Regions from separate parts of the Mus musculus genome. Here regions 1, 2, 3, 4, 5 and 7 are each linked to region 6. Evidence: chromatin contacts called from public ChIA-PET, HiCAR-type and HiChIP or PLAC-seq data. All regions are on one chromosome and are shown on one strand. The core of a region is the stretch at or near the end of the contact, and the rest is flanking DNA. Distances in the headings are between cores, read along the strand shown.

What was found. ChIA-PET counts read pairs in DNA pulled down with a chosen protein or histone mark. HiCAR-type assays count read pairs that join an accessible place to other places. HiChIP or PLAC-seq counts read pairs in DNA pulled down with a chosen protein or histone mark.
Region 1: an HNF4G HiChIP or PLAC-seq map of pancreatic cancer cells shows a contact between it and region 6. The contact joins the promoter of Elf3 here to the promoter of Csrp1 in region 6. A contact is called at or near these places in 2 of 115 datasets of contacts at active chromatin or transcription factors (embryonic stem cells and pancreatic cancer cells).
Region 2: a contact with region 6 is called in a HiCAR-type map of astrocytes, with 5 times the contacts expected there. The contact joins the promoter of Shisa4 here to the promoter of Csrp1 in region 6. A contact is called at or near these places in 6 of 39 promoter capture datasets (the 3T3-L1 cell line, embryonic stem cells, liver and 1 more), 4 of 115 datasets of contacts at active chromatin or transcription factors (astrocytes, embryonic stem cells and pancreatic cancer cells) and 2 of 9 other capture datasets (adipose tissue and liver).
Region 3: an HNF4G HiChIP or PLAC-seq map of pancreatic cancer cells shows a contact between it and region 6. The contact joins the promoter of Inava here to the promoter of Csrp1 in region 6. A contact is called at or near these places in 2 of 115 datasets of contacts at active chromatin or transcription factors (extraembryonic endoderm stem cells and pancreatic cancer cells).
Region 4: a contact with region 6 is called in a FOXA1 HiChIP or PLAC-seq map of pancreatic cancer cells. The contact joins the promoter of Kif21b here to the promoter of Csrp1 in region 6. A contact is called at or near these places in 1 of 39 promoter capture datasets (pre-B cells) and 2 of 115 datasets of contacts at active chromatin or transcription factors (memory CD8 T cells and pancreatic cancer cells).
Region 5: a contact with region 6 is called in an RNA polymerase II ChIA-PET map of memory CD8 T cells, with 5 read pairs. The contact joins the promoter of Rnpep here to the promoter of Csrp1 in region 6. A contact is called at or near these places in 2 of 115 datasets of contacts at active chromatin or transcription factors (memory CD8 T cells and pancreatic cancer cells) and 1 of 9 other capture datasets (adipose tissue).
Region 7: an RNA polymerase II ChIA-PET map of memory CD8 T cells shows a contact between it and region 6, with 8 read pairs. The contact joins the promoter of Timm17a here to the promoter of Csrp1 in region 6. A contact is called at or near these places in 3 of 115 datasets of contacts at active chromatin or transcription factors (embryonic stem cells, memory CD8 T cells and pancreatic cancer cells).

Annotation. Positions count from the first base shown.
Region 1 is chr1:135,256,991-135,260,189 of GRCm38.p6, forward strand. It overlaps Elf3 (E74-like factor 3), which reads right to left and starts at 1,482. Exons shown (of 9, transcript NM_007921.3): 1 at 1,359-1,482; 2 at 625-792; 3 at 15-236. The coding sequence starts at 784.
Region 2 is chr1:135,373,303-135,376,511 of GRCm38.p6, forward strand. Shisa4 (shisa family member 4) reads right to left here and starts at 1,761. Exons shown (of 5, transcript NM_175259.4): 1 at 1,587-1,761; 2 at 1,076-1,247. The coding sequence starts at 1,659.
Region 3 is chr1:136,232,599-136,236,123 of GRCm38.p6, forward strand. Inava (innate immunity activator) reads right to left here and starts at 1,682. Exons shown (of 10, transcript NM_028872.3): 1 at 1,305-1,682. The coding sequence starts at 1,507. It also overlaps the pseudogene Gm3878.
Region 4 is chr1:136,129,316-136,132,923 of GRCm38.p6, forward strand. It overlaps Kif21b (kinesin family member 21B), which reads left to right and starts at 2,075. Exons shown (of 35, transcript NM_001039472.2): 1 at 2,075-2,447. The coding sequence starts at 2,407. Gm15850 (predicted gene 15850) reads right to left here and starts at 1,868. Exons shown (of 3, transcript NR_046170.1): 1 at 1,706-1,868; 2 at 78-190.
Region 5 is chr1:135,282,797-135,286,143 of GRCm38.p6, forward strand. Rnpep (arginyl aminopeptidase (aminopeptidase B)) reads right to left here and starts at 1,288. Exons shown (of 11, transcript NM_145417.3): 1 at 766-1,288. The coding sequence starts at 1,212.
Region 6 is chr1:135,727,870-135,731,344 of GRCm38.p6, forward strand. Csrp1 (cysteine and glycine-rich protein 1) reads left to right here and starts at 1,298. Exons shown (of 6, transcript NM_007791.6): 1 at 1,298-1,405.
Region 7 is chr1:135,312,275-135,315,879 of GRCm38.p6, forward strand. Timm17a (translocase of inner mitochondrial membrane 17a) reads right to left here and starts at 1,463. Exons shown (of 6, transcript NM_011590.2): 1 at 1,420-1,463. The coding sequence starts at 1,445.

The sequences.
Region 1 (3,199 bases), core at 232-2,731, 470 kb before region 6:
CAGCCTAGACTTACTGAGGTCCCGAAGCTGGGCATGGAGCTGGTCTCCCAGAGGTCCAAAGACTAGCCGCAGCTCCTCCAGCGCACAGCTGCAGAGGGTGGCTCCGTCCATGTCGCAGCGGGAGAAGTCGATGGAGCTGGCGTCATACTTGTTCTTCTCCACTTGGTAGCTGATCCACTCCAGAACCTGGGTCTTCGACCAGAACTGGGGCCGCTCGCTAGTCCAGCTTGCCTTCTCTGCAAGGTGGAGTACAGCCAGAGGATCAGTCCTGTCCCTTTGGGATCTTGTCTGAGGTCCTACACAACCCGAGGAGGGGCGGAGAGGGACAGATACATATCCACAATCACAACATGGCTAGTTCTCAAGTTCATCCTCCCTTAATCTGTCACCACAGTTCTTATATTCCCACCACCTCAGCCACTACAGTCTTCTCGGGACTAGGAACACAGTCTAGCATAAATAAGGTCTTGTTTGGGTTCTTTCCCCAGTACTACACAAACATATGAATGAATAAATCCTCCCCAGCCACTAACTCCAGGATACCCTTCCTCCCTGTCCATTTATCATCTAAGAGCCTCTCAGATCATTGGTGTCCTGTCTGTAAAGATTTTACACAGCACTCACCTGGACCTTCCAGTGTCATCTGTTGGTTGTTCAGGGTCAACACCAAGTCTTCAGTGCCAAAGGTAGTCGGAGGAGCAGGAGCCAGGGTGGGGTCTTCTGAGCTGTACATGGCGTTGAAGTAGTTACTAAAAACGTTGCTGATCTCACAGGTGGCAGCCATGAGGGCCCCTGGGAAGAGGAGACAAGGTGGGGAGGGTACAGGTCAGGGTACACTTCCATTTCTGTCTGGCAAAGCCTGGGCAGCAACAGCCGAGAGGCAGGAAGTTCAGTGTTGCTGTAGACATTCTCTCTTCAACACCCCCCCCCTCCACCACACACACACAAACACACACACACCACCACCACCACCACCACCACCACCACCACCACCACCATCACCACCAAGAGCCAGCTACTTGGGGAAGCTGAGGTTGGATGCTCTCTTGAGCCTAGAAGGGTCAGGCCAGCTGGCGCCAAACTGGGAAATTCGGCTCCGAAAAATAAAAATAATCTCAAAGCGGGTGGGACCATGATACAAATTCTTCTGGGGCTCTCTCCACAAATCACGTGGGCTCCTGAACCAAAGAAGCCACCCTGTCCCTCCAAGACACCGATCTGGTCTCTGACCAGTCCCAGAATACACCCACAGTAGCCCCAACACTCCAGCTAGGAACCTCCAAGCCTGAGTGATTAAGTTCAGAACTGTAAATCCACTGGACGGTTCCTGAAGCCAGAGTTAGGGAATGTGACCGTACCGAGGTGTGTCAGGGTTCGGTGTGGCAGGCGGGTGAGCAGGCTTCTGAGGCCACAGGAAGGGAAGAAATCTAAGCGGTCGAAGGCTCCGCAGGTAGCAGTGATGAGTGTGGCCAGGGCGCTGCCCCCACCCGCTCTAAATAGAGCAAAGCAGGAGCTCCTCCCCTCCAGGTCTTCGGCGTACGTCCCCGGTTGTAACCTGAGCTGGTGGCTCATTGGATGCTGGGGATTTCCTGGCCTTCAGACTGGGCTCCCTGTCCCAGGTGATTTGCATATTCCGTGCCACTTGGCCCAGATCCTAGCAGGCGGTGCTGGGAAATCAGGCCTGGCTGGTTTAATGATTGTCAGAATCTGTCATTCCGCACCCTCTGGGGTTGGGCCCTGGGTACTGAACTGGGCAGGTGGCGGGAACATTGCAGGGGTGGGCATCTGTGCCTTAGGCTGCCCTCTGGCCCTGGAAATTCTTCCTGGGGGCCTGGCCAGGGCTGAACTGGGGAGGAGAAAGCAAGGCAAGGAATCTGAACCGGTGGCTGGGTCAAGACTGATGCTTCCAACTGTCTAGAGGTCTAGAGACAAGAAGGGCCTGGTGAAAGTTACCGAGGCTAAGGGGTTTCCTCCACAACACCCAGAAGCTGGGATTCTGAAAGCGGCTAGGCAACACACTGGGCAACATTCACGGTCCAGTGGTGGTTTGGGTCTGATAGTCTGTCTAGTCAGCTACAGAGACCATTTGCTGGCACTTTGCCTGTCTGGAGCCCACCCAAACGCGATGGTTGCTGAAGCGGTAGAGATCAGACACTACTTCAAGTCTTCCCTTGGTGCCTGTGGCGCTCTCCTCGCCTAGGGTCGGCTGGCGGTGCTGTTTGGTTTATCCGCGAGTCTGGTCTGCTCCTGATTACCCTTCTCTCCGCCCACTCCATTAGTATCTGCCTGCTGCCCTCTAGTGGTCAGAAGCCCAACATTTGAGTCATTACAAAGACAAACAGGATGCACATGTTAATTTACTGTTTACCGGGGCCCTTAAAAAACAAAAACAAATTGGGGTGGAGGAGGGCAGCGCACATCTTTAATCCCAGCACTCCTGAAGTAGAGGTAGAAGGATTTCTGAGTTCGAGGCCAGCCTTGTCTACAGAGTGAGTTCCAGGACAGCCAGGGCTACACAGAGAAACTCTGTCTTGAAAAACTAAAACTACAGAACAAAATCCCTCTGGAGATGCAGGAAATTGAACCCAGAGCTTCTTATGCAAGCATTCTACAAATGGGTTCTAGTCCCAGGATTCTGTTCATTTTTGAAACTTTGTCTAGCTACATATACCAGGCTGGCCTCAAACTCAAGAGACAGGCTCTAGAGATGGGTTAAAGGGTAACTACCCAGACCAACACCAGAAACCTTTTTAATATAACTATCCTCATCCAAAAACATCCAATAAGCAATGTGGGGCTGCTGAGATAGCTCAGTGGATAAGGATACCTGCTGCTAAGGATGCTATGGATGGACCCGTGTTCCATCCATACATGATAAAAGGAGAAAACTGACTCCTGTAATGTGGTACTCTGACCTTTATGTGCAAGTGTACACACACATACACACTAAACAAACAAGATATACACACACACACACACATATACACACACACATGTTTGCATCTTTTTTGAGACATGGTCTTTACATAGTTCTAGCTATCCTGGGACTTACTATGTGGCTAGCCTCCAACTCAGAACTCTACCTACCTCTGCCTCCCCAGTACTGGGATTAAAGGCACGCCCACTATGCCTGGCTGTAAGCATGGTTTTAAAAATATTTTTAAAAAGCACTGTTGGACACATGTGGAGATGCATCCCT
Region 2 (3,209 bases), core at 511-3,010, 350 kb before region 6:
GTCCTCTCACCTTCCAACATTCATAAGAGGAACTCCTCACGGAGCTGACTCCAACTCTTGGCCAGCAGGGAGCCACAGCATGCTATGTCTTGGGGTTCCCTGTGGGATTAATTCTGCCCACCTTGTTAAGTAGCTCTAAGAGACCTCTACTTCCCAGGAGGCCATGCTGTCTGGGTAGCTGGCATGAGGCATGCTGGGATTTGTAGTGTGCCCACCTACCACTGCTTTTATATTGGTTAGGTTTAAAGTATGTTGGCCTCAATGGAGCCTTTGAAATAATGAAGGGCCATTATCATCAAATCTTACAAGAGCTTGCAATCCCCTTATATCAGTTTTATGTGTTTGCAGCTCCCTTTAAAAAGTTTGAAACCACTAATTTGGGGGCTGGGAGTGTAGCTTAAAGTAGCATGTTGGCCTGTTTGAGGGCCTACCCTTAGCCCTGGGCTGGATGGGGGAAGGATTAGCAAAACTTTTAATTTTGGCAACTGTTTCTTTTCTTTTCTTTTCTTTTCTTTTCTTTTCTTTTCTTTTCTTTTCTTTTCTTTTCTTATTTGTTTGTTTATTTATTTATTTATTTATTTATTTGGTGGTGTTATCGTTTTTGAGATAGTCTCACTTTGTAGCCCAGGCTGGTCTGGAACTCTTTAGTGATGATCTTCCCGCCTCAGCCTTCTGAGTGCTGGGATTACAGGTGCGAGCCACCAGGCCGGGCTAGCAACTTCCATATTATTTTAAAAGGTAGCGGTACTCTATAGAGGGCAAGCGCCTTAGCTGGATCACAGTGCACCAGCCTGGAAACAAAACCCAAGTCTTCCTGCCCTCTCACCAGAGCGTCTACCAAGGCACTCTGCTGTTTGAATGTTAGTGTTAACTCAGCACACTCCCTCCCAGGACCTGTCAGGATCCAGAAAGCCCCTGGAAACAGCCCAGGCAAGCCCATGGTAACTAACACCAACCACCCAGCTCTGTCACCATTTGGAGTCCTGGTGACTCCTGCAGTTAAGAATGTGGAGGTGGGCACTGGAGCCAGCAGGAGGCCTCCGGAGAGGGGGTGGAGTGGGAGTCCGCAGCCCACCTGAAGGCCAGGCAGTGTTTCTGCTGTCTCTCGGTGATGAGTAAGGTCAGGTCCCTGCAGCAGTACCGCTGGTAGCAGGTCCCGCAGCAGAAGGTGAAGAACTCGCAGTCAAATCCCGGATGCCAGGAGCCATTCCGGTCCAGATACCACAAGCAGTCCTCACTCGCCAGCGCTGCGGGCAGGGGTGGAGGTGCCCAGTGGACACCAGTCCAATTCAGTTCTAGCCACCCTCAATCTCACTGCCTTGACAAGCTGAAAGCTCACTTTTGTTTCTACCCTAAGCTAGAAGTCCTAGAAGCCCCTTTCTCCCTGAAGCTGAACCCCGCGCCTGGGGGTCAGGTTCCCGCTGCCTGACCTCTCAGCGCCCTTTCTTTCCTGCTCCGGGAACAACCGCAAGCATCTGGGGGGCATGGACACCCGGAAGATAGCCTCTGAGGACATGGCTGGTCCCTTTCACCTCTCCCTGATCTCGCCCCACCCCACCCATCTCGTGTCGCTCTCCATCCCTTACCCAGAGGAGCCCCAAGCACCAGCAGGACGACGGCTGCGAGCGGCGCGGTCCCGCGGGGCCCCGCGGGCGGCATGGCGAGAGGGGGCTGGGCGCGGCCAGGACGGCCTGGAAAAGGGGCCGCAGGACAAAGCTGGACGAAGCCGGCCGGCGGGAGCTGCAGCACCGCCCAGCCCGCGGCCAGGCTCTGGCTCCTCTCCCGCCTTCTTGGGGCGGGACTAACGCCCCGCCTGCAGTAACCCTGCCAGGGCCCCGCCCAGGGGTCTGCCCACCAGCGACGCCCACCCAGCCTCAGCACCGGCCTGGTACCCCTCACCCCAAGACACAGCCCTGCTCTCTCTGTCCACAACAGTGTGGTGACTCCTTTAGTCTGAGCCCTTAAGGGCACAGCCAACAGCTGGTCACTGCGGTCAGGGAGGCCTGGCAGTACCCTGTGCCCGCCTCTCTCCTGAGACCAATCATTATCCCAGACCCCAGAAACACTGATCCTGGTGCCACCTCCTAATGAACAGCTCATGGGCCAACTCTGGAGGGGCAGGGCCGCACCTTCCCTTGTGTGGGACCTCCTCTGCTCTGGTGTCCAGTCTTGGACGTCCTGCAGGGGGAGGATGGGGCAGCGTCACCCTGCCCCCATTCCTAGAAACAGGCATCCATTGAGAGGAAGTTCAGAGAAGCTTTGTCCCCATCGGTGCCCACAGGGCCTGGGCCCTGGCAGCTGCACTGGCTCCTGAGATGGCCCCTTCTCCCTCTGAATGGACAGCTCCAACTATAGCCTCACTCCTCACCGGTAGGGGTGGCCGCCGCCACTTGAGACACAGCCAGTTAAACACTTTACAGTGGAAACTCTTTTTCTTCATGGAGCAAGCCTGCAAAAAATACTACATAAGCTATCAGGGTCAACAGTTAGTTACAGGTGGAAAGTCTCAAAGAAGAAAGTCAATGTACCTTTACCAACTCGTGTGGAGTTGATGCAGGACTCAGCGTCAGAGCCTGGGGCTCCAACGAGCCAGGTTTAGACAATTACCCTCAATAGACAATTAAAATAACCAAATTAATAGTGAAATGTATTCAATATGGCCACACTGGAAAGAGGGTCATGGAGATCTAGTGATTCCTTTCCATGCCCTAGTCCTGTGGGTCTCAGCCTTCCTACTGTGGCAACCCTTTGACACAGTTCCTCAAACTGTGGTGACTCCCAACCATAATATTATTTTCATTGCTACTTCATAATTGTAATTTTGCTACTGTTATGAATGTAATGTAAATATCTGTTTTCTGATGGTCTTGGGCAACCCTTGTGTGAAAGGGTGCTTCTAACCCCAAGAGGGGTCTCGGCACAAAGATCCTAGTCCATCTCAAGTAAGGGCAAAGCTTAAATAGAGAGTAAGATATTTGACTAAGTGGTCCAGGCAAGATGTGATTCCCCTGCCCATTACTGCCTTGGCTCCTAGTTGCTCCTGCAAGGTTACTGACAAACTGTAAAGTCTTTCACCAGGAGATATGTGCCTTTTCTGTATGCCCCTGGGCCTTCACCAATTCCTCACCCAGCGGAAAGTTCCTGGGGTCCATTTCTTGGAGTCCATTCTTTCAATACTCTGACAGCTAAAGAGGAAGCAAAAGTCCCTA
Region 3 (3,525 bases), core at 432-2,931, 510 kb after region 6:
ACACACACACACACACACACAGCCCACCCCAAGAAATAGGCAACCTGCAAAGAGGCAAGCCCCGGAGCCAATCAGCAGCTTCCTCACTCTTCGATGCCCACCTACCAGGGAGGAAGGCTTACCCTCCGGGCCTCCTGCAGGAGGCTGTGCAATGAAGCTTTTTTCTTCTTCTTCTTTTTTTTTTCCTCTCGTTTTGCAGAAACTCAGCACTGGCAGTGCCTTCCATTGAAGATGGGCATCAATCCGTTGCTCAGCAATAGATTTACAGACCAACCTGCTTGCACTGAACCAAGTCCAAACTCGGCATCCCCCCAATCCACTAGAATCTAGGGTTTGGAATTAGGCTGACCTAACTAACAGTCCTCCTGCCAAGATGGATGTTATCGGAAGACACCATCAAGGGATAGGTGGGCACTCTCCAGAGGAAGCTTAAAACTAACTTGGAACTCAGCACCCATTTTCCCTGATCCCAGGTCCCAGAGCCACTGGCTACGAGGACAGGCGAGGAAGTGAGATTTTCTAGCACCGGAATCCCATCTAGGTGGAAGACAAGCCCTTTCCACGACAGCCATCTCTTCAAAACCTTTCGTGTCCAAACTCTTTCACAGACCTGTAACCAAACATACTCCGCTCTCTCCGCTGCCCCCGAAGTTTCTGTGATACTTTAGGAGTCAAAGTTTTTAAAACCAAGTCCTTCAACCTGACCACATCACCCCAACAGCACCCAGCAAAGCACAACCACCAGCATTCCCACAATTACTTAGTGCATTAACAAATCAATGACCAGCCGCGGAGCTCGGGAAATAGTCGGGGACTCTCTGGGCAGGAGGGGTGGAAGAATATCTGTTTTCTTTCTCCACTCCTCTCTGGCCACTAGGAAAGGTATTCACCTCAACTAAGCCAGGGTGGAGAACTAGGGGTAACAGAAGATGCACCCTGAAATCAAACCTCTAAGGCTCTCTGTAAAAAGCCCCTTTGTCCTGTCCCCCCCAGCCCCTCCCCCACCGCGCCCTCTCCTTCTAGGCCGGCCTGGGACTCCGGCTCCTTTTGTTTGCCTGCTTTCTGCCTTCTCGGAACCTGGCCAGGAGAGCCACCGGCCGGGGGAGTGAGTCGAAGGAGAAAGGTTGGCCGTTGGAAACAGCTTTGGGGTAGAAATTCGGGAATGCTCGACCCCTTGGTAAAATTACCCCCTTTCCCTGCAAGACTGCCTCTGCAGAGGATGAAGACCGAGGTTCAGGAGCTCGATTTCCCCCCCCCCCCCCCCCCAGTTCTCCCGCGCTCCGTTCACTAAGTTTCCGCCTTACCTGTCCCACCGAGCTCTGGCGCCTCGCGCCTGCCCCCGCGCCCCCCGCGCCGGTCGCGCAGCTTCAGGACCTGTTGGTCCCGCCCATCTTCCCTCTCCCCAAGGCTCCCCCGGGCCTCCCCTCCCCGGAGGTATTTCATTTAACTTCGGCATTTGCAGCATCCCAAATGTTAAAGATCCCAAGACATCTGTCCCCTGGGGCATACCAAAGGCCCAGTGAAGAGAGGGGAAGATGCTAGAAGGGATTCGAGATTCTGAACCCAGAGACGGGGCGGGGCCTCACGTTGGGTTGGGGCAATGCCAGCCCAAGTGTGCATCCTGCGGCAGCAACAGCGCGAGGGGCGACGCTGCTCCCTGTCTCCCGCATTCACGCAGCCTCGTGGTGTGACACCCCCTACAAGGCCGGTTTCTGAAATCTGGGCGGGGCGAGGCTCGACTAGAGGTCCTAGGGGCCGCCTTTCATCCCCTCTCTCTGGCCCGGCTGGGGGCAGTTTTCATTCCGGAGACCCAAGCGTGGAAGAATGAAAGGAGACGGCACGCCCCTCCCCCTCCTCGCCTATCCTTTCTGGCGGCCGGGACTGCGGCGCGATCGAACCCTGGTCGCCTCCCCTCCGTAGTTCCCAGCCCTGTCCCTTTTGGGGGCAGCGGGCAGAACTCCGGCTTTGGCGGCAAGGCACACACTCCTGGGCAGCGCCTCCTGCTGCTTGCGACGAGCCCACGAAACCATCCATTCATTCAAACTCGCGCTTTCCCCTTTTTCCGTTGGTTCTGTTTACATTGGTACTGTCCTTGCCAGGGCCAAGCATGGCAGTTCAAAGTTCAGACTCCTTTACTAGGAGGGTTCTTAAGTCCAGATCAAGCTGGTATACGTTTGAAGACCAAAAACCAACGGATAGTGGAGGTTGAACCAGGCTGAGGGTCCCCAAAGCCTGGCCAGAGGAGTGTGCTCTCTAAAGAGGAACCTTTGACAGGCAGGATGTACAAGACATCTTGGCAAGGGAACACAGCAGGACCTACGAGCTGTAGGGGATTTAAGATAGAGGTGGGGAGGGGAAGTTACAAGACAGTTACAAGAGTAACTTGTGCACTGGAAGAAAGAACAATCAGACTTTTCTGAGTCTATTGTATACTGGTTCTGAATTGACACTGATCCCAAGAAACACTGTGGCCCTCCAGTTAAAGTAGGGGCTTATGGAGGACAGGTGATTAATGAAGATTTGGCTGATGTCCAACTCACAGTAGGTCCCCAAACTCATCCTGTGGTCATTTCCCCAGTTCCAGAAATGTATAATTGGGATAGATACACAATACTTAGAAGTTGGCAAAATTCTCACATGGGTTCCCTGACCTGTGGAGTGAGGGCTGTTATGATTTGAAAAGCTGAAATGGAAGCCTTTAGAGTTGCCTCTGCCTAAGAAAATAGTGAATCAAAAACAGTATCGTATCTCTGGAGGAACTCTAGAAATCAGTGCCACCATCAAGGACTTGAAAGAGGCAGGGGTGGTGGCTCCCACTGCATCTCCCATTAATTCTCCCATCTGGCCAGTGCATAAGACAGATGGGCTGTGGAGAATGACAGTTGACTATTGGAAACCAAATCAGTTAGCAACTCCAACTGCAGCGGCTGTACCAGACAGTGTACTTGCTTGAGCAAATTCAGATATTTTCTGGTACCTGGTATGCAGCTATTGATCTAGCAAATACCTTCTTCTTAGTACCTGTCCATACGGACCACTAGAAGCTATTTGATTTCAGTTGGCAAGGCCAGCAAGTTTTGCTTCAAGGATATATTAACTCTCTTGCCCTGTGTCATAACTTAGAAGGTATCTCGATCGTCCGTCTCTTCTACAAAATATCACACTAGTGCACTATATTGATGACTCTATGCTGATTGGAGCAGGAGGTAGCAACCGCTTTGGATTCATTGGCCACACATATGGATATCAGAAGATGGGAGATAAATCTGGCCAAAATTCTAGGATTGTTTACCTCGGTAAAATTCCTAGGAGTCCAGTGGCGTGGGGCATGCAGAGGTATTCCTTCTAAAGTGAAGTTATTGAACCTGGGCCCTCCCACCACCAAAAAAGAAGCACATTTAATGGGTCTATTTGGATTCTGGAGACAGCACCTTTCTCACTTGAATGCATCACACAGGCCCGTTTACCAAGTGATTTGCAAAGCTGCTAGCTTTGTGAGGGGCCTGGAACAGGAGAAGGCTCTTT
Region 4 (3,608 bases), core at 825-3,324, 400 kb after region 6:
GTGGCTGGGGCAACTGGAACCTTGAAACCCTAATGGCTAGGAGGCCTGAGTCCGCAGCCATGGGCCTCCTTGCTTACCCTAGCTGCACACCCTGGATGTCAGGAGACACAGAGAGGAAAGCTCTGGTGGCATTTCCCAGCAGCGGAGCTCTGAGTCAGAAGGTCACCTACTGCTGGAAGTCTGAGCAGACCTATGGCAAACAGGAAGCTAGAGTTAAGTACCAAAGAAGTCCAGGGATGGGAGGGAGGGGGAACAGTTTAGGTAAAAACACATTATCTTTCAGGAGAGCTAAGCCTGTTGCTTGTGGCACCCCCGGGCAAAGCTGGGCCAATCCAGCTCCCTTCCCCACAGGCACGCCCTTAGAGGAATCCCTTAGAGGAATCGGGACGCCTAGAACCACTTGCAGAAGTCCAGATCTTCTGTGTGTTGCTTATGAGACTATTTCCCCACTTGCAAAATTGGGGGTAGGGGAGAAGGCTAGAACCTGGCTCATAAGGTTAGGAGAACAAACAAGAACAAAAGCACCAAGTACCTCCCCGTGTAAGCACCGCTCAGCTCTCCACATCCTCCTTTTGTTAGAAGACAGGGAGCAGCGTCCCAATTTCCCAACACTGTCTCTTGCTCTAAGGAATTTGATTCACTGGCTTTGGGTTTCAGATGCTAATATTAATAAAATATATAGGATCCCACCAGGACCCCTTACACACCACCATCACCACTACCTCTCTGGGGCTCTGGCTCTCCTCCTGTTTGCTACGAGGGTAGGAAGAATGAGCTGACCTAACTTTCACATTTTCCCTTAAAACTATTCCAAACAGGCACCTGGGTTCCCGAGTGGAGCAGTCACAGATGGGGGTGGGGAGTGGGGAATGATGGCACCAAGAAGTGGATCCTCAGGACCCTAACGTACATCCCAGCCAAGACGTCTCACAGGGTTTCATCATCTGAGGCTGATGCAAGAAGCTTGGAGCCAGACTCCCCTGCCTCCCCTCCCCCAGAGGTCTCCATCCACATCTTGAGCTGCAGCTGGGTCCTCCTCTTGGGCCTTTTCCAGAGGAAGGAGCTGGGTGAAGCCTGGGAAGGGAGGGCAGCTGGTGAGGGGCCCTGTGAATGGTCCTAATGTTGGTTGTTGGGGGGCAGGGAGAAGAGTGGGGCTGGGAGGGTGCAGGGGTGAACTGGAATGGGACTTGACTTCACATTACTGGTCTCCTTTCTCATAGCCCTGTGTTGAAAAGTCTCCTGGGCTAATCCTTTATATACATTTCTGATGGCAGCGCTGGCCTCCTTTGCCTTCTAGCTTCTCCCAGGTATCTGGAGTCAAGTGCTTCTTTGTTCCTACTACTTCCCAGGCAGATCTGGCCTCCCACATCGACTCCCCCACACACAACCCGCCCCCCCCCCCCACTGTCACAAAGAGTGTGAACCAGGCCCTGTGGGTCATAAAGGTTAGTGGGACCCTGGTTTAGTGAGGAGAACCTGAGCCAGTCAGCCATCAAAGCAAACTATGAGCTTAAAGATGTTGCAGAGTGGAGGTGGGGAAATTTACTTCCACATCAACAAGAATCCCCTTCAATAAAGGTTGGCGGATTTACCGAAATAAATGCAGAAGGGACACTTCGCTGACTCTTTCAAATTGCAAATTGCTCATCTCTATGAGATGCTTTGAGGTGCAGCACACCGCCCAGCCCAGAGACCAGGTTCTTACCCATGCCTAGCCACAGACTCGCTGTATGACCTTGGGGTGTTCCTCTTTGAGTCCCGTTCCTCATTTAGGAAAGGAAGATCCCACTGAGACTGAGGTACCATGACTTCGAGGGCCGTGGTTCCCGAATGGTCAACTTCCCAGGGACGAGTCCATCATGCCACTCCCGCTTTCACTCCCAAGCCCTCCAATCCTACCCCGCCCCTCCCAGCCACCCGATGGACGGGAGCCAAGAGGTCTCTTTAAAGGCTCAAGTCCCGCCTCTGCTGCTCGTTGGGGCCTTCTATTGGCGGCCTCTGGGAGGGGCGGGGCCCTGCGCGGCTCTGAGGGGCTGGGGGTGGGTCCTGAGGTGGCTCGGCCCCCGCCCCCTTTGTTCGCGCTGCGGCGGGAGGTGGCGGTCCGGGTGGGAGGTGTGTGCGCGCGCGTGTGCCGCGCTGTAGGGAGCTGCGGGTCTCACTGCCCGCTGTCAACGAGCTCAGCACCTCCGCGCGATGGCTGGAGGAGACGCATGGGACCAGCCCCGTGGGGCCGGCCGCGGCTGAGCCCCTCTGCCGCCTCCTGCGAGCATGTCACCTCCAGCCTACGAGGTCGCTTTCGCTAGCAGGGTCCCTGCCTCCGCCTTCTGCAGCCGCAGCCGCTGCCTGGAGCAGTGGCCCCCGGACCCCCGCCCCTGATCCGCGCCCAGACCCTGGTGCCGGAGGACCATGGCTGGCCAGGGCGACTGCTGCGTCAAAGTGGCCGTCAGGTAAGGGTCGATGGCGGGGAAGGGGCGTGCGAGGAGGGGTTCGAGCTTTGTCTCGCGTGTTCTCGGGCGGGGGGCGCGGGCACCGCTCGAGCTGGAGTCTGCAGTCCAGGAGGAGGGGCCGACGCGCGCTGGCCCGGCTGCCGCAGGGGAGCGGCGGCCCAGCGGACTGATGGAAGGTGGCTTTGTTTGGGTGGTAATTTCTGGCCCCTCTTGGGAGCACTTAATGATCAGAAAATCGAATAAACAAGGAAATCCGGTATTTCACACCCAGCTTTGGCCCAGGCCGGAGCGTCTGTGTGTTTCCTCTTGTCCTCCCCATGAGGCTGCTGTCTCATTCTGGGGTATAGGAGGGAATCCCCCCTCCCCCCATCTACCCCAGTTAGCCAGTTCTACGCTCTTGATCCAGCTCACCATCCTGGGAGCGGATACAACAGACAAAGATCGGTTGTGGGACCCATGAAAGGGTTGGAATGGTGCCTTGGCTTTCCACGGGGTGCCAATGGCTTTTGGAGAAAGCCCTGCTGGTCCTGCCCCAAGAGGAGATGGTGCTAGGGAGGAAGAAAAAGGTGTATCCGAGGGACTAATCCAGAAGGGGTGAAAGGGGTGACAGGACCCTAATGCTACATTCACAGGCACAAAGGTGAAACTGAGCAGGGGGGAAGGGCCCCTAGATTTATCTGGATTCCCATTCCCGATATCTGTAGGTATTAGAAGTAATCTGGCAGACATTAAGAGGAAAGAGGACGGGACTTAGTGGGTTCTTTTCCTAGGGGCACACAGGTGCAGGGACAGGAAATGCTACAAAGTTGAACTCTCTGTTCTTTGCAGAGAGTGAAGATGCCTCCCACCAGCTCTCCCGACTGTGTTTTGTGGTCTTCTCTTTAAGAAGAACATAGTGGGAGAGTAGCAATGTGAGTGAGCTGGTCACCAACTCACAGATGCACTGAGGAACATACATCTCTGGTTCTGGCCTTATAGAGTGGGGGAGGGGAGCAGTCAAATTCTAGGGTAGGTCCTTGAGACAAGTGTTCAAATCCCCTGGGTCAGAGATGACCCAGATTCCAGGGATCCTGGGAAGAAGCTCATAGACAAGATGAGAGAAATCGATGAGATAGGTTCTCTCTTCCTGCCCCAGAGCAGATGCCCACCCCCCAACTCTGT
Region 5 (3,347 bases), core at 38-2,537, 450 kb before region 6:
AGCAAGCTCCAATAGTCTGCCAACAGCTTTGGTGAACCTTGTAACCCAGCCTAAGGCTGTCACTCTTACAAATGTCCGCTATGAATAGTTACCTAAACTTCCAATATTCATCCAACTCTGAAAACCTTAAGACTTAAGAGCCAACCGTTATTGAGAAGGCTGAATTATTATAAAGTCTAGAGTACTCTAATTACACATTCCCATTTTTGCTCGGATTCTTTTAAGTCAATAGCAGGATTTCAAAGGAGGAAGTAAAAATGCTTCTCGGGCTGTTTTAACCTGTGCAACCAAAAGGGCTTGCTAGCACATGAAAGGACCCTGTCAGCATCCAGCTAATTAACCAACACTGTCCAGGCTCCAGCAAGGAGAATTATAAAACAAAACAAAAAGCAAAGTTTGCGAAGCAAGTTTCTCATCCTGAAAAGACAGAGGCTAGCGGACAAGTCGGTCCAGCACGTGTGTGTCAGAGGTGAGGCAGGGCAATCTAAGGCAAATAATCCCGACAGAGACCAGGAAGGCAGGAAGGAAGGACGGGTAGGAGGAACAAAGCACCGGCTGGAGAGGTTCGAGCCCAGGAATGGGGAGCACGGGGCAGGAATCCAAAGCCGGCTTCTGGGGAAGAGAGTAGGGGCACGGGGATCTCCCGCGGAAGCTGCGGAAGCAGAGCCAGATTTCCTGCTCTCCATCTCTGGGCTGCTTAGGAGCAGCAGGCTGGCCAAGGGGGCTGAGAGAGGCCGGTGGCCCGGGCGCCCCGCGCGCACTCACCCCGGGTCCCTCCCCGACGCGGTAGGTGAGCTCCAGCTCGAAGCGATCGGCGGCACCGCAGGGCTGCCGGAAGGCCACGCACAGGGCCTGGCCATAGTGCGAGAAGGGCTGTGTGTGGAAAGGCACGGGCTCTGCCGGCGCCTGCTGGTCTCCCGGCTGTCCCCGTCGCAGCGTCGCCGCCGTCACCTCCAAGCAGCTGTGCGAGTCGAGCCGCAGCTCCGAGGCGCCCTCGGGAAGCAAACAACGCAGCTCCAGCGTCGCCGTGCCGCTCAATCCGCGGCTTCCCGGACCCGGGCCCGGAGGCCCGAACTCGGCCCGCAGGTCCAGGTGCAGGTGCAGGATCTCGAAGGCGCGGAAGCTGGAGGCCGAGGCCACGTCCACGGCTTGGGCCGAGTGCAGTGGCCGCCGGGCGGCCGCGCTGTAGTTGCCTGGTCCGCCGCTCTCCATGGCTCCTGAGCGGTTGCTCACCCGCCAGGAAGGTCGGTCGCTCCTCGGGTCTTGGCAGGCTCCGCCTCGAGGCGACGCGCCACCATGCGCCCCGCCCTCCGAGGAATTCGGGCGGCCACAGCCCCTAACCCCCTGGGGCTGTCCCCTCCCTTGTGGCACACAACCCCTCTTCCTGCTTCACACAGGTTCCTGTGCTACCCTGAGACCGAAGTAGGTGGTGTGGTGGGTCACCCTAGTTCCAGGTCACCCTTGAGGATTCCCCATCTTCTAAGCAGTCTGCAAGATGCAGGGGACCAGAACCTGGATTGAAAGGCTCTGGGTTTGAAATTTCACTCACTCTCTCCACTAGGCCAGTCATTAGGACATGTGTGACATCTTGAATGAATTGTAAAACAGGAGTTGTAATGCTGTTCTTCCGTCAAGGAAGATGTCTAGCGTGCTTAGTAAATAGCCACACACACACACACACACACACACACACACACACACACACACAAACCCCCGCAACCCCAGGCACACAGATCTTTAACGCTTTTGTGTCAGGACCAGAGACGTTTTGTGGTTGTTATATATCTATATGTTCCCACTCAACTTAAATTTAGTTGTTTCTATTTTTAATTTTTTCTTTTGAAAAAATATGGATGGGTGTTCTGCCCGCACGTATGCCTAGTGCCTGCAGATAGAGTCGGACCCCCTGGAACTGGAGTTACAGACCTTGTAAGTTGTCATTGGATGCTGGGAACCAAACCAGGTCCTCTACAAGAGCAGCCAAGGACTCTCAACCGCTGGGCCATCTCTCTACCCTCAAGTTAGATTTTTAAATGAGTTCATTAAGACTAGTTAAACTCCCTAGCTATTGAAATCATGCAACTTTAAAAAAAATTATTGTGTTACTATGTAGCCCAAGGTAGTCTCAAAATAGCCATCCTACATCAGCTTGAGGAGTTATGGGATTACACCCTTCCTAGATAATATTTGTTTATCAATGCTGGAGATCAAATGTAGGGCCTTAAGTACCCTAAACAAGCACTCTGCCTTTGAGCTACACCCTCATCCCTGCACGCATGGAAATGCTTAGTCGCCCATTGCATGTTCTTTGTATTTTCCTTGTGTGGCTCAGTTTGAGCTGGACACAGCGCTACATTTTGTTTCTCTTCTGTGACAGTGCCTTGCAGAGGCAACAAATGAAGAGATTAAGTGTAGCCATTTCCTAGGGATTGAAACTTTTCAGTCTTTTTTTTTTTTTTTTTTTTTTTTTTTTTGGTTTGTGGAGACAGGGTTTCTCTGTATAGCCCTGGCTGTCCTGGAACTCACTTTGTAGACCAGGCTGGCCTGGAACTCAGAAATTTGCCTGCCTCTGCCTCCCGAGTGCTAGGATTAAAGGTGTATGCCACCACACCCGGCACTTTTCAGTCTTAAAGAAGAAAGAAGGTCATACAATTTAGGTAGCTCAGAATGTGACAAGGTTCTCGAGGTTATAGAAATAGGGACTATGGGCTGGAGAGGTGGCTCAGTGGTTAAGAGCACTGACTGCTCTTCCAGAGGTCCTGAGTTCAATTCCCAGCAACCACATGGTGACTCACAACCATCAGTAATGGGATCCGATGCCCTCTTCTGGTGTGTCTGAAGACAGCTACAGTGTACTCATATAAATAAAATATATAAATCTTTAAAAAAAAAAAGAAAAGAAAGGAAAGGAAAAGAAATAGGGACCATGCAGGGACAGAGGACACTCTTTTTTTGTGGAGCTTTGGGTATGTTTCTTCAGTAGTCCAGAGTACCCCTAGCCATAGTGAACAGATATTTGTTCATGTCTTTGGAGGAGGAAAACAACAATTAAAGGTATATATCTCTATTATCTATCCAAAGACAAAACTTCCCCCAGGAACTGGTATAGAACCTAGAGACTCACATATGCTAGGCAAATGATTTACCACGGAACTATACCCCAGACCCCCACCCCCTTCTCATAAGACAAGGTCTCACTAATGCAGCCCTGGCTGGCCTAGACCTGCAGCCTCAGCCTCAGAGATCTATTTACCTCTGCCTCCTGACTGATGTGATTAAAGTCTTAACTCACCATGCATGAATCTGGGTTTTTCTTTTCTCCTTAACTTAATGCAGAAAAAAAATCA
Region 6 (3,475 bases), core at 48-2,547:
TCAGCCAGCAATGATAATAATGATCCAACCTGCAGTGATGACGGCAGTCCTCAAGTCCTTTTGATCTTGTAATAGTAAAGAATAATGATGGTGGGAACTAGCTCTTTTAATCTTAACGTCACAGGGAAAACTCTGAGTTCAAGGCCATTCTGGTCTACATAGTGAGTTCCAGGCCAGCCAGGGATACACAGTGAGCCTCTGTCTCAAACAAAATAAAAACAAAAACAACTTTACAGAACACAACAAATAACAGTAATTATCCTATGAAATAGAAGAGGGCCTCCTTTGAGGCTCTAACACTCCCACCCATAGCCCCTGTTACTAGGAACATAGTTTTCCTTGCAGATTCTTCACTTCGTTAGGTCCCAAGGAAAGTGTTGTGCTTCTTGCTTGGAGCTGTTTGTACCCATAGTGAAAATGGGCTGGGCTGGAGACATGGCTCAGTGGTTAAGAGCACAGACTGCTCTTCCAGATGCCCTCTTCTGGTGTGTCTAAAGACAGCGACAATGTATCCACATACATGGAATAAATTAAAAAGAAGGAAAGAAAGAAAGTGGGCCTTCCGTTTTAAGTCCCAGGGGCATCAGTTCACCTCTAGGATTGGATTTCTGGACAGGCTGCTCTGCGGACTGGGAGCAGGTGGGCCCAGTAACACATATTGTTAATCACCCCAGAGGCAGTTTTCAGTGGCTTGAGACTGTGTTTGTCATTCTGTAGGTTAGCCCAGAGGAAGATCCACTCAGGAGCGGTAGAATGATCTCTTGTGGGTGGCAGGGAGATGGGGAAAGCAGAGGGACAAGAGCCCCTGGAGGAGGGCAGCTAGGCTAAGTGCTCCCGGGTGTTATAGTATCTCATCCCCCATCACATCTCGGTGGCACATAGCCCTTTTACTGATGAACCTAAAGCCAGCTGTCTGGCAGAAGTAAGTCACAGGAAGTGGGGCCTTGCTTGTCTTATTCTGGAGTGCAAGTTAGTCCCCTTAACATTGTGCCATCGGAACCCGAAAATTTAAGGACCTTCACTCTCTTCCCTAGGGGGCCCAAGTTTATCTTTAGTCTGATCTCACAGTTAGGTCTCCGCTTTCCCACATGGCAGACCAGGAACCTCTTAACCCCATCCCTCACCTCTGTGTAAAGATTTGCCCCCAGAGATCGCCATAGGGTGCAAAGAGAAGTCACGGCTGGGGCGGCAGCCACGCCCGGGCTCCCGACCCTAGGTTTTGGATGGGGGAGGGGACAGCTTCTCCGTGACATCAGCCCTGTTGTGGTGCAGTGTGCAAAGCCTACTGGTTGGCGTGGCGCGGGAAACGCCTTCCGGAGGGGGAAACAAAACGGCGCGCACTCCGGCGCAGCCAGTCACCGCTTCCCTGAGAGCTGTCGCCCGTGCGCCTCCCAGCAGCTGCCAGGTGAGTGTTACCCCGGGTGGTCCGCCTCGGGTCCCCGCAACTGCCGGAGCGCCTGGGTCGCACCCTGCGCCTATTGGTTTTTCCGGTCCTGTCGCAGCCCTGTCGCTTGCAAGAAAAGTTTGTAGGAAGAGTGATCCCAAGAGGGAGGTGGTGGGAAGTGGCTAGAGTTAGCTCGGCAGTGTTTCCCTTTCCTGAAAACTCTGGGTCCCTCCCCATCCCGGGGCTTCCAGGGCAGCTGACTTTCGCGTGCTCTAGACCCAGGGTGACCCTGCCCCCCACCGCCTGCAGGTCCTACAGAACAATCAGCGATTCTGTGGGCCACTGACACTCATTGTAAAGCTGAGGGATGAGGACATCCGTGCCACCCCTTTCCTCTCTCTCTTTTCCTGAGAGAAAGTGCCCGCGAGTGTGTGTGTGTGTGTGTGTGTGTGTGTGTGTGTGTGTGTGTGCATCTGGCTTGGTAGCCCCAGAGTGCAGGTATGAGTTTTCTTTTTTCCTGAAAGAACCAGATGGAAAAGAAAGTCTTGGTGGCAGGTGAGGACTACTGAGATCTCAAAGAGCCAGCAGGGGAGTAGAAAGGGCCTGAGAGCGAGTTGCAGTGTCAGCCAACAAGCTGTTATCTATCTGACAGGTGTTTCATCCAAGTGGCACAGGTCTGGGTCTATTCTGCATGTGCTGCTGTGATCCGTCAGAGCAAGGGTCTAGACTGGGAGCAAGTACTTGATGTCAGGACCATCCCACCCACTTGTCCCACCCACTTCTTACCTCCTGTGGTGCATGAATGGACGGGCCTCCCCACCTTGACAGGACACTGTAATGGGACACCATCACTGCATGCAAGCGGTTCACTTGCCTTTGGTGGGACATTTATCATGAGACTCTGGAATCTTGGTGACAGGGTTTCTGAAAGGCAAGCAGACTGAGTTTTGACTCAGATTTGACACTTAATACACGGATGACCTCGAACAAGTGACACAGCTCAGTTTTCTTCTGGGCCAGTACTTTTTGGAGCACATATTACACACACACACACACACACACACACACACACACACACACACACACACACACACCCTGGCATCCTGCAGAAGCTCAGAGGACTGGGGCTGTTAGTACAGTTGTCTCTGAGCTAGGTTGGGGATTTCCTTCAGGACTGGGCCCTAGGGCTTCCTCCCTGCCTTCTGATCCTCTCACCAGGCCTCTGCTTAGGAAGCCAGGCCTCTGTGTTGGGGAGAGGCTGGTCTGGGCACTGCCTAAGCCTCATTGGAGAATCCAGCTTGTCACTGCACAGAGAGACCCTTTGCCTTGGCAAGGATATCCGGGGTGGGACGGTCTGTCAGGGAAGTAAGTTTATCCTGCAGAGGGTGTGGTGTTGGCCTGAGGAGGTAGAGAGGAGAGCCATGCCCAAGGCTCAAATGCCGAGGGATTTGGGAGATTGTAGGAGAGAAACTGAAGGGCAGGTCTCCTGCTCTGTGATTACCTGCAGAGAAAATGTGAAAAAGCTGCCTCTGGCCTGCCCTAGCACCGGTCCAGGTGTTGTCTTTTGTAATTCACAGACTCCAGAACCAGTCTAGTCCTTCCTGGGTCAGAGTTGCAGGCTGAGAGGGTAATGTTTGCACTCGATCCATGGTAAATCAACACTGGGTGATTGAAGGTGGCTATGGTGGCACGTGACTGTAATCTGGCACTTGGGAGATGGTGGTGGGAGGATCACAAATTGGAGTCTAGCCTGAGCTAATATCTTAAAAAAAAAAAAAAGACAACAACCAGTCAAGAATCGAACACTGAGTGGATGAGTGGAGTCGTAAATAATCACCAACCTGTTTTTCCATGACTTCAGTGTTTACAGGTTTTTATTCACTGTGGGTCTCCTGGTGGAGAAAGCGAGTTGGGGAAGAAGTCTTCTGGTGAGCCCCAAGGTTCATTTATGCAAGCAGGGCTCACTGGGCAAGGTTGACTTGCTAGAAGCCTGAAGGAGGCATGGATTAAGTCCAAAGAGATGTTAGCGACAAAAAGCCCCCACCCCACCCATTCAGTTGTTTGGCATTAAGCAGGCACATTGGCAAATCC
Region 7 (3,605 bases), core at 213-2,712, 420 kb before region 6:
AACTAGAACAGCCAACTTAAGCACAAAAGTTGGTACTCCAACCCCCCGCAAACTCTGTCCACTCTATTTATAGATCCTAAAGCACTCCGAGAAAGCAACAAAGAAGTATTATGACAATGATTAAACCATCTACTGTTTCAGACAGCGCTGGCCTCAGAACACACCAAGAAAAAAAAGGAATGTCCAGTAACTTATCAAACATCAAGACATGGCCTTGCTATGTATCCTGGGCTAGCCTAGAACCTAAGTGCTGAGATTACCAGCATGCACAGTGCACTCTGATGAAAATATGTCTGACACAAGGTCTAACCCCAGCTGCCCTAGAACTTGCTATGGAGCCCAGGCTGTCCTTAAACTTGCTGGCTCTCCTGCTTCTACCTCATGAGGCCTGTGCCACCTGACCTGGGGAAAACTCAAATGTATCAAAATTACCCCTCCTGCTAATCTGTGTCATTATACGGCATCTAGTACCAATTTATACAGTCCAGCTAAACCCTGCATATCCAACCCCAACACATGGAGATAACCTCCTCTGAGGACAGAAGGCTGAAGCATACTTTTGGGAGTGCCACCAAATAATAATTTAAAATCCTGGGCAGACACACTATTTGAGGATAATACCCTGACGCTCATTACAAACAAAAACCCAGAATACCAAGATCTATTAGCTTGTGACACCTGAGGCTTTATTCAAACAACTGTTGAGACTCGACAGCTATTACATTAATTTACTGCAAACAGCTATGCCTGATTTACTCTTGTTTACACCTTGAGCCAAGCATACAGCCCTTACTTAATAAACACTTAATGAATTTATGTCTATTCATGGCTTTTCAGAGAACACACGCAGCTCATCTCTTCCTATTTTCCACATACTGATATATCTTTTTTCTTCGGGAATTCCACATAGGAAAGGCCGCTTCAGCCTACAAGGAGCTCATCCAGCCCCCTTGGATGTTGGGTGAAATTTGTGGTCTACTCATTTGAAATGCTTCATCGTGGGGACACTTAGTCCTCATAGGCATAAGGCCTCGGGTATGGCACTCGGAGATCTACATTCCCTTCGTCGAGGCAGAAACTGAGCAGAGCGAGGCTTAGGGACGTGTTCAAGGTCGCCTCAGCAGGCAGAAGGGATCATTATTGTCCCCGCACAAAGTCGACAGCACCTGCCATAGGGAGGAGGTTCCAAAGCTCCACCAAGCCCAGCACCGGACCTCCTCCCAATGCACCACAAGGTCACAGGGGTGCTGGGGTCCTGGCACACTGCGCTAAAAAGCCACCTTTGTCACGCTCATCCACACTACCCACAGCTGCCCAGATCTCGGCGCCGAGCCGCGCGGAGCTCCGCTTGCACCTCAGACTCCGACCACGGCGGATGGAGGAGGTAATTAAGGGACAAGGGCGGCGGCGGCAACTCACCACGGCTCTCTCGCGTATTCCTCCATCTTGGCTCCAACCCGCGCGAGAGTCTACGGCACGCTGGGCGGAAATTGATCCCCGCGACGGAAGTGATCCCAGGCGGAGGCGTGCTACTGGACGGGGATTGGAGCATCTCTTCCTGCCGCAGCCAATGGCAATCGGACTCCTTGTAGACCCGGAGCGTGGAGGCTCCCCGGCCAGGGCGTGGAGGTTCGGGGGTTCGGAGTACTGAGTGACAGAGTTCAGATCAGCCCCGTGGCCTGGGATAAACATTGATTGCCCTTTTTTTCGAGACAGAGTTTCTCTGCCCTGGAACTCGCTTATGTAGCCCAGTCTGGCTTCAAACTCAGATCAGCCAGCCTGTGCCTCCCGAGTGCTGGATTAAAGGTGTGTGTCACCACTATCCAGCCGCTATTTTTTAAAAAGTGCTTTTGCTGTCAGGTATTTATTAATAGTGCTACTTAATTTGCCGTGAACAGTGAATCTTTAATAAATATATGTAGCTCTTTTAGAGCAGATCTATATAGTCATAATGTCTGGAATGTAATAGATAACTTTTAAAATAAAGATTATTTTTATTAATTGATGTATGTACGGGATCTGGTGGGTGCATGGAGGTCTAAGGAGAGTCTACAGAACTGGAATTGTCAGGGCTGACAGCGAGTACTTTACCCACTGAGCCAATTTAGCAGCCCGAAAATAAGTGTTCATCTTATAGAGACAATTGGACCATTTCAGGAGCCATGGCCAATTTGAGACCATTGATTTTGGGGGTCGTTGGTGCCAGATCCTCTTCCATGCCTCCCCACAAAGGATAACCCAGAAAGCATGAGATATGTTTAGCCCAGAGAAAAGAGACTGAAAATAGGGCTATAGTCATACTTAAGTTGGTAAGTCAGATCCCCAGCATCATACACACACACACACACACACACACACACACACACACACACACACACACGGTTATGGTGGCACATATTGAAGTTCAGTGTTATATCCTCAGTTGCATTTAGAGTTCAAAGCCATCCTGAGATACTCCAGACTTCCCTTGTTAAAGAAGAAAAAGCTAAAAGTATGAAGTTTCACCAGCCTTATCAGGAAAACACAGTCACTGCCAGCTATAAAGGGAGTTCTTGTTCCATTCCACCTTAAAACAACAACAACGCCGGGCGTGGTGGCGGACGCCTTTATTCCCAGCACTTGGGAGGCAGAGGCAGGCAAATTTCTGAGTTCGAGGCCAGCCTGGTCTACAGAGTGAGTTCCAGGACAGCCAAGGCTACACAGAGAAACCCTGTCTCAAAAAAAAAAACAACAACAACAACAAAACAAAGCTAGATATTTGAGGCTAGACAGATGGCATAGCAATCAAGAGCCTGACTGTTCTAGAGGACTGGGGTTCAATTCCCAGCACAAATGGCAACTCACAATTGTCTGTTACTCCAGTTTCAGGGGATCTAACACCCTCTGCTGGCCTCTGCAGACACCAGGCCCACTTATGATACACAGATAATTCAGACAAAATACTCATGTTTTAATTATTTTTTTAAATATAGGTACTTATTTAATAGGAAAGCCAATGTAATAAGTAATAGACTGCAGTGACAAATGACATATTTTCCAGACTTTTTTTTGGGTGGGGGGGTGTTTCGAGACAGGGTTTCTCTGTGTAGCCCTTGCTGTCCTGGAACTTACTCTGTAGACCAGTCTGGCCTTGAACTCAAAAATCTGCCTGCCTCTGCCTCCCAAGTGCTGGGATTAAAGGCGTGCACCACCACTGCCCCGCTCAGATTTTTGGAAATAAGAGTCAACCAGCCATAGAGCTACAGAATAGCAACAAAATGTTTCTAGCTACAGACTAGCAACAAAATGTCTCTAAAATTTTGAACTGAAGCTGGGTGCGGTACACACCTGTAATCCCAGCAGAGATGGGGAGACGAGGATCTCACGTTCAAACTCATCCCCACTTACAGAGCATGGTCCAGGCCATCCTGGGCAAAAGAAAAAAAAAGAAAATAGAAAAAAGAGAGAGAAAGAGGGAGGGAAGAGGAAAGGAAGGAAGGGAGGGAAGGAGGGAGGGAGGGAGGGAGGGAGGGAGGGAGGGAGGGAGGGAGGGAGGGAGGGAGGAAGGAAGGAAAAAAAGAAAAAATCCAACACAGTCTGGCTAAATGGCTCAGTGAGTAAAGATG